Linked DNA regions of Mus musculus: region 2 is linked to region 1. The links are chromatin contacts, called in public promoter capture Hi-C maps. All regions are on one chromosome and are shown on one strand. Each heading gives the region's core, a stretch centred on a gene start, on an enhancer-like site or on the middle of the called end of the contact. The rest is flanking DNA. Distances are from core to core; before and after follow the strand shown. Region 1 holds the start of Glb1l2 (galactosidase, beta 1-like 2). Region 2 holds the start of Jam3 (junction adhesion molecule 3).

Region 1 (2,700 bases), core at 141-2,640:
AGCTCCAGCTCCATGGTTCCCTGCTCTATGCAAGAGCTTGTGTTGCCTCAGCCTGGAGTAATACCAATGGAGTTACATCAACCGTGCCCCTGGGGAAAGCTGAGAATTTGACAGAAGCCATGACTAAAATTCAAAGAAAGGGCAGTTCGAATGAATAAGAAAGTGTTTGGAACAACTAAGGAAACAAAAGGCCTTAGGAGTTTCCTGGACCCTAGAATGAGAAAAGATCTAGTTTCATCTCAAACAATATGACATCCTCTCAGAAACAAAGAGATGTAAGTCTTGAAAGGGTGTCCACGTGAAGTTTCCAAATGTGTTCTCACGGCAGCAAAAAGGACTCAGATCTTAAATAAAAATAAAAAAAAATTAAAAGCCCTAGTCTCTGATTCAGGTAAATGAAGAAAGGAACCAAAGACAAAACTAAGGGTGGTAAGCTACCACCAGTTCTCAAGGCTGACCTCAAGTCTACTGACAAATTACTCCATGTTGCTGCCAAGCTTCCCAGCAACACTGGAGAGTTTGAATATGTAAAGCGCCAGGCATTGACCTGGAAGATCGTCAGGCCGGTGACTCCTATAAATAGATATGCTTTGGAAACCTTCTGGAGTAGATCACCAGAAAACTTGTTCATGAGCAGTGGGTAAACCTTTCTTTCAATGAACACCACCGACTGGGACAAATAGCGTTCATAAAAGGGGGCCGTACAAAAGTGAAGGAGGAAAGTGGACAGACATAAACAGCAGTGCGGTGTAAATCAGGGCTGAGAGTCTGAGAGAAGCCCATGGACATCACCTTCACGGTAAACATCACAACACTAACCTTGCAGAATAGAGACTTCCAGCTTGGGAAGAAATGTAGGGGTTTGGAAGAAAAGCAGTGGGTGCTACATGGAGTGATGGGGGTGTCTGAAGAGAAACGAGAAGGCCAGTTCTGTCGATCTTCCCACAGGACTGGACGTGACTATGAACAGCAGAGTCCAGCACCAAGTATGGAACGCTGCGAAACTCAACACACTGACCCCTAGGGACTGACAGGGCTGTGCCTGCCTGCTTTACCCAGAGGCAGGGTAAGAATGATTGGAGGCTCGAAGGGACTCCAGGCTGTTGGAGCGCTCTAAGAGATTAGAGTCGCGGTTTCCCAGATTTGTGGCAGACCAGAACCTGAGGTGTTGGGCTGGGACCAAAGGAGTCCCATAGGTGCTGGGCGGAGCGTTCTCTCACCTGCGGAGCACCAGGAAGCTCAAGACCAGCAGCAGCAGGAGTCCGAGTGTGCGGCCTGGCCTCCGCCGCAGACTCCACTTGGGCATCTTGCAAACGCTGCTGGTAGACACCCGGGTTCCCACTCCAGCAACACTCAGAGGCGCGCCAAAGCCTTGGCCCGGAGGGGCGGGGCCGCTCACTGGTTACCTGGGCAACCATGTTACGGCCAGCCCAGCCCACTGGCGCCCATTGGCTGAGGTTTATGGTCCCGCCTCCATTCCCGGGCCTTGCACAGACAAGGGATCGGCTGGAGACCAGGACAGGGAGGGGCGGAGCTGGCCTGTCAGGGGGCGGGGCTGTCGAGGGGCGGGGCGATCTCAGCCCAGGCCCAAACTTGTCTGAGTGTTCCGCAGCTGAAGTTGCCTGCTTACTGAGTTTAAATAGGAATCAAGTACCTAACAGCTAACAACTTCCCATGTCAGCCTGGTTCTCACTCTGAATCGCAGAGGCACTTAAGTTGAGGGTCTTTTCCTACATATGAGTGCAGACAGGTATAGAACTATTGGGCCTGTTTGTTTGAGAGGTATAGAACTATTGCTGCATCTTTGAATATTCAAACTGGGAGAAAGTCACTCCCCACAGCATTTCATTATAAGCAAGAATTAAGTGTGCCTGACAGGTGAATGAAAAAAAAAAAAAATGTCTGTACTGGCTGGTTTTGGGTGTCAAATTGACACAGGCTGGAGTTATCACAGAGAAAGGAGCTTCAGTTGGGAAGATGCCTCCATGAGATCCAGCTGTAAGTCATTTTCTCATTAGTGATCAAGGCCCCTTGTGGGTGGGACCATCTCTAGGCTGGTAGTCTTGGTTCTATAAGAAAGCAGGCTGAGCAAGCCAGGGGAAGCAAGCCAGTAAAGAACATCCCTCCATGGCCTCTGCATCAGCTCCTGCTTTCTGACCTGCTTGAGTTCCAGTCCTGACTTCTTTCAGTGATGCACAGCAGTGTGGAAATGTAAGCTGAATAAACCCTTTCCTCCCCAACTTGTTTCCTGGTCATGATGTTTGTGCAGGAATAGAAACCCTGACTAAGACAATGTCTTTTAAAACAACTCAAAGTTTGAAAAGAAAAATGGTTTTGAAGTAATAACTCATGTTAAAAGCCAGGACATTGAATAATTTACTTAAGATTATTTGAGAGCTGAGTGTCACTGAAGTTTCAGTAGCACTAAATAAAGACCAAAATATTCTGCCTTTAGTTCCCCTGATCTAGTTCAGGCCTGGACACCTAGCACACTGAACTCTTATTTTTAAAAGAGTCATAATTAACATTTTACATTTGTGGTGAGGTGGCTCAGCCATTAACAGCAGAGGACCTAAACTCATTTCTTAGTGTCCACATTGGTGGCTCACACAGCCTTTAATTCCAGTTCCAGGAACTCCACACATATGTGCATGCACATGCGCATACACATTCACACACACACACACACACATATATACA
Region 2 (2,700 bases), core at 98-2,597, 350 kb after region 1:
CGTGCCAGTGGCACCAGCACAGTGGGAGTTGGACATTGCTGACACTCCTGTCCCCTGGCTAGCCTCGGGTCAGCTCTATCTCCCAACTGCATTTGGCTTTAAAATTTAAAATCAAGCAAAATATATGGTAAAAAAAAAAATGTATGCTAAGCCTCATCCTTGCTACAGAAGCCTGTTTCCAACACTTCTGCACCAGAGCCCCTGTTTTCTACCACCACCCTGAGCACCCCACTAGAATAAGCGTCAAACACAAAAGCGCTTTGTCTTCTTGCCTGACCACCCCCCACTCCCAACAGTGCTTTGGTGTATTAATTTGTATACTCTGGAGAACATCGTAGGCGTCAGCAAAGCCAAGGAACAAACCAAGGGTTGAGGAGTGGTCCGGGTTGGGTTACCTTCTGAAGAAGGAGTGGTGCCTTATGAAACCTTAAGTTTGCCACTACTTGTTTGGCCGTCAGTTCTTAATGAAAAAAATTTTTTTAAAGAAGACTAATATTCGCCTCTAAAAATGGGTTCACAAACCCACTTCACTGAGCTGTTTTAAGGACTGAGATAATAGCTTCGAAGTGCCCTGTGGTATTTATGGAAAGTAACTGCAAAGTAAACTTTACAGTGCTTTTCGCCCAACCGACCAGGGAGATACTGTCTCCCAGGAATTCCACTGGAAAGAAATGAGCAAAACTTTCAAGTTTAGCAGTGTGTCGGGATCAAATGATCCAGATGCTATTTGGGAGTCAGGGTCTCCTCCACCACGCTGCAACAAAGATGCTCATCCCTGTGCAGTCCCCATCTCCGCACAAGGCTGGCTGGCCTTGCCCAGTTCAGCTTCTTTGTTGACCCTAGCAGCTCCTGGGAGGACAGGCCTCTGGAGCTTCCCAAGCCGCTTGTCCTCCACGACTTCTGGGTACCACACTGCTTGCTGATGGGGTGTTTCCTCCAGCAAGTTTTAGAGCCCGTGAGGCATCTGCCACGGTCCTTCTAGAGGGCCGTGTCCCTGTACGGGACCAGCCGCATCCACGCGGGTCTGCCCGAGACCGGACCCGACCCGACCGCTCACGGAGCCTCGCCCGCCACGCTCCCGCAGAGGCCACCCCTCAGCTTCTCGGCCGGACCTGGAGTCGTGGGAGCCGAAACCGCTATTCCACCGCGGCCCGGGCCGCTCTGTCCCCATCGGCACAGACCACACACTTCCTAGCGGCACTGAAGCGTCAACTCACCCCTGAAGAGCAGCAGCAGGAAGAAGTCAGGCAGCCGCGCGTACAGTCGAAGTCGCAGCCGCCGGCTCAGCGCCATGTCGAGGGGAATGTGAGGGGCTCAGGCTCGGAGCGGAGAACCGGCCTCGTGCGCATGCGCCCAGCCTGCTTGGACCCTGCGACCCGCCTCCAGTTTCCATAGCGACCACGCGGCCTCGGCCGAGCCGGCACCATAGTGACCGAGAAAGCTCAAGTCTGGTTGCTATGGATGCAAAGATGCTCAGTGCTTCCAGGTGCTACCTCTGTCGATGAACTTAGCGGGAAGAGAATTAAAAAGCGTGTCTGGGAGGGAGGCGGGGTAGATTTATGAAACTGTAGATTATCGCTACAGATCTAAGAAGGATTACTCCATTAAGATTTAGGGAATGATGGGGCTGGAGAGATGGCTCAGCAGTGAAGAGCACCTGTTGCTCTTACAAGGACCCAGATTCCATTCCCAGCACCCATATTGTGGTTCACAACCACCTGTAACTCCAGTTCCAGGCGATCTGACGCCCTCTTCTGACCTCTGACGGCACTAAACATGCTTGTGGTGTGTGGCACTAAACATGCAAGCACAACACTCATACACATGAAATAAAATAAATCATTTTTAAGGAAATGTGTGTTATTTTACAAATAAAATCATGACAATTTTTGAAACAGTATTTTCACACCTATAGAGGTCCTGATTCCAAAAGTAATGAAAGGAGAAAATGCTGAAATCTGCATAAATATTAGCAAGATACGCCAAGTACATAAATGCAATAAGTTGATGTAGAAGGATAATTCATTTCTATGGTAGAGCTAAAGGATACTGGTATCCCCAACAGTTTATCCTACACAATACAGGGGTAATTCTTGCCATTGAATTTTTTACTTTTTTTTTTTTTTTGACAGTTTTACTTATATAGACCTGGCCACCCTGGAACTTGAAGGCTAAATAGACCAGGCTAGCCTCAAACTCACATAAGCCCAATTTTGTCTGCTTCCAAGAGTTAGTATTAAAGGCAAGCACTACCATGTCTGGATTCTTTAAATTTTTTATAAATTTAACAATATGTATGTGTGTATATCTGCATGTGAGATGTGTGAAAATAAGTGTGGGTTCCCTGAGAGGCCAGAGGCGCAGAGTTAACAAATAGTATGCCTGGTGTGGGTGCTGAGAACTGAACTTGGGTCCTCTGGAATAGCAGCAAGTGTTCTTAACTGCTGAGCCATCTCCCCAGCCTTCTTTTTCATTTTAAAAAGGGTTCGTTATTTTATCATCATCACCATCACCATCATCACCTTTGTATGAGTACAGGAGTACATGACAGGAGGTATATGCCACAATGAGCATATGGAGGTCAGAGTTGATGATGTGGAGGTCAGAGTTCATGAAATTGACTTTCATCCACCTTTACAGGGATTCCAGGGATCAAATTCAGGTTTCCAGGCTTTAGGATCGAGGAGTGGTACCCACTAA

Evidence for each region. Capture Hi-C pulls out chosen DNA fragments and counts their contacts.
Region 2: a promoter capture Hi-C map of adipose tissue shows a contact between it and region 1. The contact joins the promoter of Jam3 here to the promoter of Glb1l2 in region 1. A contact is called at or near these places in 1 of 39 promoter capture datasets (pre-B cells), 1 of 484 Hi-C or Micro-C datasets (muscle stem cells) and 2 of 9 other capture datasets (adipose tissue and liver).

Annotation. Positions count from the first base shown.
Region 1 is chr9:26,805,078-26,807,777 of GRCm38.p6, forward strand. Glb1l2 (galactosidase, beta 1-like 2) reads right to left here and starts at 1,391. Exons shown (of 19, transcript NM_001310768.1): 1 at 1,221-1,391. The coding sequence starts at 1,306.
Region 2 is chr9:27,154,074-27,156,773 of GRCm38.p6, forward strand. Jam3 (junction adhesion molecule 3) reads right to left here and starts at 1,348. Exons shown (of 9, transcript NM_023277.4): 1 at 1,218-1,348. The coding sequence starts at 1,293.